2 separate regions of the Mus musculus genome follow, and region 1 is linked to region 2. A link is a contact called in public HiChIP or PLAC-seq data. All regions are on one chromosome and are shown on one strand. The core of a region is the stretch at or near the end of the contact, and the rest is flanking DNA. Distances in the headings are between cores, read along the strand shown.

Region 1 (5,489 bases), core at 2,608-5,107, 58 kb before region 2:
GAACAGGGACTAAGATTCCCCCTCATCCTGGGCTCTTAAGTCACATGAACAATAAAAACATCAGGAGAGAGTCTGGCTGAAAGAAGAGAAATGAAAGGCATTTCCCCTTCTGTGGTCCTAAGGAGAAAGCTCTTAAAAGGCAAGAAGTACCAGGACTCTCCCTGGGGATGGTGGGGGATGATAGGGACCAGGGATGAAGGGACAAGGCATCAATACTGATAGCCTTATAAGGAGTAAGAAATGTGCCTCCTAATAATGGTTGCATGAGAGACAGCCATGTATATTTTCCATCACCCACTTAAGTACTGGGCTTCCTGACATAGTTATCCTTTTCTCGTTGGTTGGGATGGTCTTAAACAGATGGATTTGATAAATCTCTATTGAGAAATTTATAATGTTAGCCATACTGGAACTTTGTTTATACCCCCCATCCCTCTTTGCATCTCTTCTCCCTTAATTTGAATTACCTTAAGATTTCCAGTCTGGACCCCAAAAGCAACCCTTTGTCACAGCCACTTTACCCATTCTGACAGGAAGCTCTATCCACCTGTGAGAGTCTACACAGCACCCATGGTTAACTACAACAATTTGAATGTCCCCACAAAGCCTCACCTTTGGGAGGTGAGGCCTGGGGGCGGGGGTCTGAGGAGAAAGGATGCATGCCTTAAAAAAGACTTGGAATGCTGGTCCCCTCTTTCCTCTCTCTTATATTTCCCAGCTACCATGGAATGAACAGCTTTGCTCTTCTATGTGTGCCTGACCACTGTGCTTTGCCTCACCACAGTTCCAGAGCAACTAGGCAATTGATAATGACAAGCTCCAAGCATAGGATGCAAAATACACCTTTTCTCTTTACAAGTTAATTATCTCCACTGTTTTGTTACAGTACTGGAAAACTGATGAACATATTAATAAAGGGCCATCATCTCATGGGCCATGATGATTGGTTCTGACAAATAGCTACAACTAAACCAGGCCAGGCAAGCAAGAGTTCATAGGAATGAGATTCACCCATTTTCTCCCAGTGAATGTGAACCCGGAGTTAGGAAAGACAGAGCTTTTGAGTCTAAGGACACATCAGGCACACAAAGGTGACCAGAGACAACATCAAGAGGCAAGCAGCCAAGGCCCAGATGACATCATATGTTGACTTTGACAGATGAATCCAAGATGATCGTGAGCTTTTCAGTCACATGATGCAATGATTTCTGTCTGCAGTCTGAGGTGGTCTAGTCTTTCTGAGAGCAGTGGAAAGATTCCCACCCGACCTATGACTCATTTTTCCTAAAATCCCACCTCATGTAAAATCTGATGAAATCTAAAAGAAGCAGCCAGTACTGCTCTCATCCAAACCAGTTTGCCTTGCCATGCTATCATAGTGAGCCTTTCAGATGCCATCTATAAAACAAAGGAGCAGATCTGCAAAAGCACTGGGCTACTGTGGAGATTAAGATGGCCACATGGCATAAAGAGATCAATTCCAGGTGACAGGTGGTGAAGCAGGGCCCCTGAAAGTGGATCCTCTTGGTCTAAGCACAGATCCCCAAATATTCAGCCAGCCCTGGCAGCTGACAGGTAGGGGCCTGCACATTGAAATGGTGAAAGGCCCCAAATACCATCGTGTTAGGGCAGGAGTGCTTCTGATAGCAATTTAGTGCTGTCAACAGAGGGAAGTGTCCTGGTTTGGGGTCCCCAAAAGCCAACATTAGGAAGACAAAGACCTGGATGTAAGAGATCCCAGATCACATTATAAATTCCCATAGCGCACTGTTTCTGGGAACTTTATATTTGGAGGGGAAGGAGAGGAGACTAAGGGAGACTGGAAGGCAAGACAGGGTGGGGTATGGAGAATGTACTATGATACACCATGGAGGCCCTTACTCCTATCAAGGCCCAAGCCCACTGGACATTCGGTGATGTGTTCAGAAAGCCTTCCAAAATTGTCCATCTGAAGGATGAGTGCTGTGTTGCTACAGTTTCACCAGTTTAGAGAGTTTCCCCTAAAAACACAAACTCCCCAAAAACCAGCCGGTATTTTGAATGGGCCAAGCCAGCTTCTGTGTCTCAGGGATACCCCAGCTAGAAAGGGTTTCAGAATGAAATGAGGCATATCGCATCATTTCAATGGGAATCTGAATTCAAAGTGACCTGCCCACTACAGCCGTGGCTGAGACCCAAGGAGAGCAGACGAGATGTCTAGAGGGAATCCAAATGATGTCATTGACCAAAAGTAACCTTGGCCTTGTCTTTGATACAAAATCACTTGGACCAAATGGGAAAATGTGTGCAGAAGCAAATGGGTTCGGAGCTGTGATGGGCATTCTAATGATGCTTTCCTCTTTTCTCTCTTACCATGGAACTTGACTCCAGAAGAGAAACAGTGCCTTTGCCACCAAAGAGGCCAGGACAATGGAGGGGGCTGGTGGTACACTTTCTGTTTCAACACAAAGTCACTTCACTCTTGCTGCCCTCCATTCTTTGGGTCAAGCTCACACCTATCCAAGCTGGAAACTGAAGCCAGCAACAAGATTACTGCACTAGGGGTGAATGGAAAAACATGATCAGCCCCAGGCCCTCCTGTCTCAGCCTGAGTCTCAGGCCCATCGAGGGGCATGACAAGCTGGAGAAAGAGGACACTACTGAGCCTGACAGCAAGCGACAGGCTGGGAAAGGTGGGGTGCTAACCCACCACCACTTATCTCCTGACCCACAAGCAGGATTGATAGGATCTCATTGTCCCCCATGTGACTTTCCAAGGGCCCCTACATTTCCAGTTTCACAGAATTCCAACAAGCAGTACAGACCTCTGAGGCAGGCTTCCAACGACTTCCCCTTGAAAAAACACTCATTGAAAAGAAAACTCAATTCCTTAGGATTGGGTTTCTACCACATGCACCTAGCAGTAGACTCCTGGTCCCACTCAGCACAGTGTGTTCCTTGCAGGTTGCCTACTCCCTGCTCTCCAGCTCACATTCTGTCACCCAAAGCTATACTGGGCCAGTCCTTTCTGAATACTACAAGATACCCTGTCCGTTATAGCTTCCATGGTCTAGAAACATCAACAAACAAAGAATGCACACACACACACACACACACACACACAAATACACACACATACACAACGACACACTATAAAGGGGTAGTAAGGCAAGGAGTTCTGGCTATGAACAGGGCATATTGTCTCTTCTAGGATTATATATTATTTCTCTATGCCAGAAAGATAAATGGGTGGTGGGAACAGAGGTGTGTGCCAGGCACACACTGGGGTTGGTACCCGGTAAGCCCCATGGTAGATATCATGAAAGTGTCTTTTTCTCAAGACCACATTCACTCATCCCTATTGTGTCAGCAGGAAGTCATAGAGATGGAGTAAGCCTTAACTTCATGGTTGGGCCACTACTGTTTGAATAGCAGGAAGTTGCATGTGGACATGTCTCTGGTCTGGGAGAGATAAGCAACCACCAGTAAGACACAAAAGGAAGTTTGGTAATAGCTTCTAAGAAGGACAGAAGGTCCTCTTCACAAAGAACTGTTGATGTCATACATTGCTTTCTATGTGAAGAGGTGAGACCTGAAACCATGGCAATCTCTTTGCCACTATGAAAGAAGCTGGTTTTGAGATGAAGCAAACACAGGGGAGTGGAAAAAAAAATATGAAACTGGGATCTTGATGTGACCGTGGATCTGTTTACTCCTGGAGCCTTGATACCCCCATACTCTATTAAAAACATCTGTGATGAAATCACCAGGCAAATAAAGCATTTTAGATGTTTTATTTCTGACAATATGAAGTGCCATGCCTTCTGCTGTGGCAGAGCACTGCTATGAACCGGAAGACTCTGCTTCCTGTCTGGCATCCGCCTCCTTCTGCTCTGTGTCCTTACTGCCACAGAACTCCTGAGCAGCTGGTCCTCCATGTGTGAACTGTCTCACAGACCTGCCTGCCTGGACAAAAAGAGTTTTCATAAAGGTAGTAAGTAAACTCTCAAAGTTTCTCTTCTCCTTCTCAGAGCCCATACCCATCAGGTCAAAACATGCTCATCTGCTGGGTGAGGAAGAGCTCCTTGTCCATCAGGGCTGCCTAGCAGGCAGAGGAGGAGAGGAGGAGGCTGGAAAAGGATGCTCTCTGAGAGCCACATTTCCCTCGGAGATGTTCACTGAAGCCATGGCAGTGTTATGAATGTCACCATCTGTTTTCTGTGGCAGCATGAAACAAAGGTTGAGCCACACGAGGGGCTGGGGGGATCTGAGGTGTTGTAGAAAGTCATTTCTTGCTACCTCCTCCTCCCAAGGACACCCTGATCTGTGTTTTCAGTTGGCCCCTCTGTACTGATGACAGGCATGACAGACAGGAGCTCTTCAAGTCAGAGGAGTGTGTCTCCCTTGGCAGAGGAGTTTCTTATGGGAGGGCAGAGAGCATAAACAGCAAATGAAGTCATGAGCTGTGCTGTCCCTCGGGCCTCTCCAAAGGTCCAGAGAGGTCAGGGGTCTCATAGTTCTTTGATGGGAAGCAATAAACCAGCAAGCTATCTTCTTCCAGAGCAACCAGATCAGCTCTTTCCACAGAGTCATACAGAGGATGCACAGGGTGTGAACTAAGAAATGTTTTTTGTTTGTTTTAATCACTGGTTCTTTGTGTCCAGTTTTAGTCACTTAGGTTTCTAATCAATGCCACTCTTCCTACCATTCCTTCTAAATACAGCACAGATACAGTGATATCCCCTCCTTCAGTGATATATGCATGTTTGTCCTTTTGACGTTTGTCATTCTAGCTATGCCCACATCATGCCAGACATAGTCAAGAATGGACATTCCCATTGTGTTTCAACATCTCAATATGACAGCCATATTGTGGCATGAGGGTTGTTATTGCTACTCCTCAAATAAAAACAAGTCTTGGAGTTGTGTCTAATAACTCATGAAAGACCATAAACCATATATTGAATCCATAACATAGGTAGACAACCAGCAACACTGAATCTAAGATGAGCCTGATAATAGCCTTGGTAGATTTAAGGCGATCACCCCAAGTTCTAGGTGTTTGTAGGAGCAGAATGTGACCTGGATTCACCACTTTTTATCTCCAACCCAAGGATCTTTAGTAATTTTTTTTGATCTTTAGTATTTTAGTCCTTTATACTCCAGACATTTGAACTCTGAGCCAGCTCACTAGTAATTATCTTCCCCTTAGTGTTTGCATCTGAAACAAGGAGGAACTGGGCTGTTTTTACAGATATGATGGGAGATTCTGAAGGAGATTTTACAGTAGAGAGGGGAAAATAGTAAAGCTAGAGGCACTGCGAATGTGGGTGGTCAACTCTCACTGGTGAACATCTGAATGGCGCTCTGGTTTAAAATGTCTCTGTATGGTTTTACATAAAATATTGGAGACAATGTCACTAAGGTTTCATTAGTGCATTAATATTGATAACCCCATCGTGCAGTATCTGAAAGCAGAGCAAGCACCATGGCCAAGTTCAGTGTCCACA
Region 2 (6,235 bases), core at 1,933-4,432:
TAAATTAAACAATCCTCATGTCCTAGCTACACAGAAGGAGAAAACAAAAACAGTATAGATTCTTTTCTATACTTCTAACCAAATACAGAGCTTTGCAAAACAGAAGCAAACTTTTTAGTATATAACCAAATCTGGATTTACTTAGAAATTAAGAAAGAGATCCTAAATTCCATGATTAGAAATGTTAGACATTATGTAACATAACTGCCATACACCTCTATTTGGACTTTCTTATAAAAAGAACTAACCACCCTTTTTATAAGAAAGAAAAAGAACAAGGTGGGGGTGGGAATCATGGGAAACAAGCCTCTGAGAAGATATCTGGTTATCTTTAATAATTACCACATGCCTTTAAACATAAAAATTACCTTTGGTTATTAGGAAGGTACCCCCCCCATGACCATATGAACACCACAGTCTTGCACCCTGAAGCAAGAAACAGAGCTGAGAACAAAGGTCACCTAAGGTTGGTTTATACCTCCACACCTCACTTCCTATATGACTTCACTCAGTCACCTTTTGTGAGTCCCAGTATCTTTAAAATGAGGTGAATTTTGAACCCTTTGCCAATGACACAAGGATAGTATGTAGAATGCCCCCCCCCCAAATTTCAGGATAAGAGTCTCTGCCCTGATGTTTATAATACTAAATGGCAATTCCCTAGGCAAAAATATCATTGGAAGATCTCTATGTGGTAAATAATCTGTTTAAAATTATCTCGAAAGAAGACTGTGTCTTGCTGCTCCAACACGGCTGTGCTTCACCTATTGAAAACATCAGTATCTAATGCAAGAAAAGGTGACTAGAGACCGAATTAAGACTAGCAAGTCATAGAGTTGGGGGTGGGGGCTGTAAACAGAGCCTGCGTAGCAAGGTCATTAGCATTGTTGGGTTTTTCCCAACTAAGTCTTCTTGCTATGCATGGAAGTGTTCATAAACTGGACATTAGCAGACAGGCTAGAGAAGTGAGAAAGAGAAGAGAAAGATAAACAAGAGAAGGAATGAGATGGGGGCATGCTATGGAATGATGTCTGAGTCAGTAACACCTGGAGAGAAATGTCAGGAAAACTATCTCAAAAGGGAAGAGTAGTCATCAGATTCTAAGTTCACAGTGTGTGATGCCTTATCAGCCCAGATATTCCAGCATCTGGTGGTAGCAGGAACGGAAACCCCTGCAATTGATCCACTTAATCCTATGGATCACATTCAACATCCAGGACAAATGTCTTTTATGCCCTGCAAAGTGCTGGGAAGCCTGTTACTCACAGGCTCCAACCTGTAGAGAAACGGCCACCAAGTGATTTGGAATAACTCTTGCCAACGGAAGCATAAACTATCTGCTGGCTTCCACTCACCCTCTTCGGGACAGTCAGTGCATACTACTTAGCAGGTCTGAATCTTCCCTTGGAAAAAAGTCTCACTTCATTCAAATAGTACAGCCCACCTCCCTCATGTCAGTACCCAGGGCCAGAAAATCAGAGATTCAAAAGCAATAGAGAGAGTCATGGAGTCTAAGGGTTTTGCTGAAGACCAGGCCCGCTTCTCTCCTATTACCATATATGATGAAGTCCGTAGAGAGATCTGCTAAGTTCAGAATGACCCCTGAGTTTCACCATGAGGCACCACACCAGCCATGGTGAGGGAAAACCCTTTCTTGATTGATGGCACCTTTTAAAATGTCACCATCGCTATCAAAATGCTTTTATTGTGTGCTTCAAAGCACCACGTATTAGAACTGTGCCTATCTTAACAGTACAGCACATAGCTGTAACTGTTTTACCCCACAATCATTTATTTGTCTGCTTCCCCACAAACCCTGATATTCGAAAAGCCAGGATAAGAAATCATTTTACGACCGTTATTCTTTCAAGTCTTTCCTTTCTGTGAGGTTGTTTTGTTTCTTTTTCTTACACAGCTGCACCCCAGAGTCCAAATTGTTTCCAATGGACAACTGTTTTGAGCACATTTCTCCCCAATGTCTATTTTAGCTCCAAAAAAAGCCAAGGGCAAAGATAAAACCAAACTATCGTGTGTGTGTGTGTGTGTGTGTGTGTGTGTACAAGTGTGTACACGTGTGTATGCACCACCAGCCAAAGCACCAAGGAAAAAGTGGGCAGCATAGAGTGGTCCGCCCCCAGCATCAAGTCGGTGAAAGGAAGCAAGCCAGCCTTGAGAAATGAATCCATGTGTTCCTGCTGAGCAACCCTTTAAGGGAGCATGCCCATTCCTAAACCCTGACTGGTAGCTATCACTTTCTCCTAACGGAAGTAAGTTCCCAGCACCTGTTCTTGGATCGCAAAGATGGCAAGGAGCATTCTCCACTGCCCACCCCACCTGTTCTGTGTGGAGAACACGTGGAGAACCGGCTGTGAGCTGGTCAGCCTACCCTGCATTCCCTCAGTAAGCCAGGAGTACAGGTGGTTGGTTACCTGCACAGGTACTGATTGCTGTCAGAACAACTTTATTACTAGCCTTGGTAGTGAAAGGGTCCCTCCCTGTCACCGCCGCCACTACCAGCCAGGCTGTGGGAAAGGGGCAGAAGGCAAGAGGAAAAGGTCTTCTTGGTGCCCAAGGGGTCACTCCTCCACCGCTGCAGTCCTAGAGCCCAGACCCCTTCCTCCCTAGCCCCGCAAGAGACCGGAGTGTCCCCGTGCCTGTTCGGTGTGGCTGGACCCAGCGCAGCTCGCCGGGCACCGAGCCCCGAGAGCCCGAACTGCTGGAGCCGCAGCGCCCACTCGGGGCAGGCGGCGAGCACTCACCCTTCTGCTCTCGCAGGCTCGACAGCGACCAGAGCAGCAGCGCCACCGAGGCCAGGAAGCAAAGCTGGCTCAGCAGAAGGTCCCTCCGCCGGCGGCGGCTGCGGCGGCGCGCGCAGTCCTGGTCGCCCGGCGGCGGCATCCTCGGACAGCCGGGCGGCGTCCCTGGCGGGCGGCGTCCGCTCGGGTCGCGGGCGGCCGCGGCGGGGACGGCGGCAGGAGGCAGCCCTGCGCGCAGCAGCCGCGCGTCCTCGCTGCGTTCCCACCCGGCCGCCGCCTCCTGCTTTCCCTCCTCCCGGCCGCTGCCGGTCTCCACGCCGTCGCCCTCGTCGCTATCGCTCAGTCCCTCCTCCCCCGCCGCCTCCTCCTCCTCGCCGCTCGCCCGCACCGCCGCCTCCCTGCGCTCGGGGTCCCTCTCCTGCTCGCGCGCCATGGCTCCCACGCTCCGCGCCCGCGTTCGGCCTGGGGCGGCGGCGGCGGGGGCGGCCGGGAGGCGGGGGCGGCGGGGGCGGTGGAGGAGGAGCGGGGAAGGACCGGCGAGAGGAGGGCCGGCCGCTGGCCACCCGAAGCAGGCCCTGACCTCAGGCTGCGGGAGTGCAGCTCGGGGTCGCACTCCAGTGTCCACGCGGGGGTGGGTGGGTGGGGGACTCGGAGCCGAGCGGCGGCCGGAGCGCGCCAACAGCTAGAGTGAGCGCAGCTTCCCGTACCCCACGGTGGGTCGGCGGCAGGGGGGCTGCGCACGGGAGGGGGACAGCGCCCGGGATGCTATGAGTCGCTGGCCAGCACCGCGGGGAGGGGGCGCAGGGAGGAGACTGGGCTGTGGAGGGAGCCCGGTGCACAGCCCTTCAACCCTTTGGTGCCCAGAGAAAGAGGCGGTGCGGTGGGGGAGGCCCGCTAGGCGGGATGTGGATAGACAGATCTCCACCAAGGAGGACTGGCCTGAAACTTTCAGAGAAAAGAAGGATTTCCTTGGCCCTCTTCCATCCGTTGCCTTAAGCTAGAGCGTCTAGAGTGTGCTAGGTGGCCAATTCCTAGCCACTGGTCCTGCCTCCTGCCGCTGGCCTCAGGGGTTCCCCTCTGCCCCCTGGTGGGGATCCCGGTGAGCCAGGCTCAAGTCCTGAAACTGGCCTCCTGGGGGGGTTTGGCTTATTAGGGTTGTCCTGGCTTCCCCCTCTGGCTAGGGTTCACATTTCGCTCTCTGAGGAGCTGAAGCAAGTCCAGTGTGTGGCTGAACCTGAGGGGGCCCTAGTAAGTTCCCTAGGAGGGAGACTCTTGGCCTTCTACAAGGACAATCAGTCCACCCCTCCCCCAAGATTAGAGCCCTAGGCCCCAACTCCCTAATTCGAGTTCTTCTGCCCCTGCCTATTAAAGATGTAGAGGCTGACATCCCCACCCCTATCTGCAGTACCATTGAAAAGGGCACCTAGTGATCCCAGGGGTTCACTCCCAGGGGCTTGGACTTCCCTAGCCTCATCCCAGGTACCTGCCTGCAGGATGGAAGACACACGACCCCAGAGGAAGGGAAGAAGAGATGTGTTTCCAAGTGGTGGTTAAACTTAAGTCTTATTCCAAAAGGATGGTCCTAGAAATCAGATATATGTTTGGATGGCTCTTGGGCCTGAGCAATCTAGCCCTCGGGAGTTGGGAGGAAGTGGGGAAACTCCATAGAGACTTCTCCCTGCCCAGGTCACAAGGGACCCACAGGATCAACTGTGAGTGACCTTCCATCCCATATAGTGTCAGATGTCCCCTGACAACATCTGGAGACATGGAAAGTGATCACAGGTGGTTTGTTTTCTGCTGAAGAGCAGAATTTGCTTTCCATGTGTTTATTCCCTCCCACTCCTATGTTGGCTGCCCCATATCCAGAGCACCTTCCCTGCAATGGCTAGGTGAGTCTTTGCTTAGGTCACCAGGTAACAAAGGAGGAACGCAAACTCTTCAAGTTCATCCAGATTGGAGCATCATGGAGAATTCTCCAATTCTGTCACCACTATCAAGCCTTCTTGATAGTGGTGACCCTTGAGGAATTCAGAGTAATCTCGACTTGTTAGGAAAGACACTCATATAGTGTCTCTAGTGGAAGGCAGGGAGGTGGGTGGGAGATGGGGATCTGGAAAATGCTGAGTCGGGGAATGAACACTAACTCATCGTGGGGTAGAAACTATCATAGACAGAAGGAAATGTGTGATCTGGGGGTTGGTGAGCATGTGTGTAAGGAAACGGGAGGACAATAGGGAAGACTAGAAACTGATGATTCTCGGGAAGACAGGGTAGACTCCCATGCCCCAAAGAAAGGACTCTGCTAGTTGATATTTGTTTTGAGAAATCTCCGAGTAAGAGGGGATAATGAGATAAAGCACCAGCAAGATCGATAGCTTCTGGAAGCTGCCAGACATCACTGGGAGCAGAAGGTGGGGATCTCTGATGCCCTCCTGACAGTAGTACCTTAGCTCAGACAGGCTCACTAATTCCTATGGTGAAGGCATCTCTGCAGGGATCAGGGCGGTCCTTTATCTCTTTCTCCATCCCTACCATCAGGTAAGTATAGAATAGAGCAATCTCTTGGTGCCCTATCAAAACCAAAGAGGAGGGGAGACAGCCTTGATGTTTGTTATTTATTTATTTATTTATCCATTTATTTTTTTATGTTATCTGTCTGACTCTGTGTTTGGGAGACAGATGTTTGAAAGAAGCAGGACCCAGAATGAAGAACGTGGTTATGATCTTTCAGTATCAGGAAGTTCACGAATTCCAACATGGCTGCTGCCTTTTATTCCCTAGTCAGTTTCACACTTGGTCTCACAGCTAGTGTGTGCTCAAGATGAAAATCCCACACCAACAGTTCTATCCTAGAAGGAGCTTGCTTGGAGAACAGAGCTTGACCCTTGGGGGCACTGGGCTCTTTCCCCTTCCAAGAATGAAGCAGGTGTGTTTATAGAGTCTCCATGTTGGCTGGAGGCAGGGCTTGCCCTCCCCGCCCGAGCTTTTACTTCCATAAGCACTTCACTTGGTAGTTGTGTGCAGAGTTCATGTAGGAAATAGAAACAACTCTATTGCTTTCACAGCCCTGCCATTGCACTACCAACAACAACAAAAATCAAAAGCCTTCCCAGGAAACTGAGTGTATGGATACATGTCTGTGATCCCAGCTCCTGAGAGATTGAGACAAAAGGGTGGCAAATCTGAAGTCTGTCTGGGCTATAAACATAGTTCCAGGTCACCCTAGTTACATAGTGAAACTATCTCAAATGAAGCACGATGAACAACAGTGACAAACAACAGCCCCTCCCTCCTGTGATAACACTGACTTGTTATCTTTCATCAGCCGGTGGGTGGGACCTCCCCTGTGTCAAGACAAGGCATATCTTTGGGCATCCCTGCAGTCTTTCCAACTCTCTGATCTCCCCTCACCCACAGTGCCCAGACCTGACAGGGCAGTCTCCACAACAAAGCAAGGTTGTGTCTCCATAACACCA

Evidence for each region. HiChIP or PLAC-seq counts read pairs in DNA pulled down with a chosen protein or histone mark.
Region 1: a contact with region 2 is called in an H3K27ac HiChIP or PLAC-seq map of the HPC-7 cell line, with 8 times the contacts expected there. The contact joins the enhancer-like site here to the promoter of Slc24a3 in region 2. A contact is called at or near these places in 3 of 39 promoter capture datasets (HPC-7-derived erythroid cells and embryonic stem cells), 17 of 484 Hi-C or Micro-C datasets (ECoMG-derived neutrophils, LSK cells, bone marrow-derived macrophages and 10 more), 7 of 115 datasets of contacts at active chromatin or transcription factors (CD8 T cells, the HPC-7 cell line, double positive thymocytes and 4 more) and 2 of 9 other capture datasets (adipose tissue and liver).

What each region holds. Positions count from the first base shown.
Region 1 is chr2:145,224,214-145,229,702 of GRCm38.p6, reverse strand. The region is part of intron 1 of Slc24a3 (solute carrier family 24 (sodium/potassium/calcium exchanger), member 3); the gene reads right to left. Among named protein-coding and RNA genes, the nearest start is that of Slc24a3, 59 kb to the right of the region's middle. Within about 2 kb of position 3,857, at least 101 of the 459 cell types and tissues checked have an H3K27ac peak or open chromatin away from gene starts, as enhancers often do. A contact at or near this core is called in CD8 T cells, ECoMG-derived neutrophils, the HPC-7 cell line and 10 more, where this site is marked.
Region 2 is chr2:145,164,722-145,170,956 of GRCm38.p6, reverse strand. It overlaps Slc24a3 (solute carrier family 24 (sodium/potassium/calcium exchanger), member 3), which reads right to left and starts at 3,182. Exons shown (of 17, transcript NM_001356497.1): 1 at 2,760-3,182. The coding sequence starts at 2,898.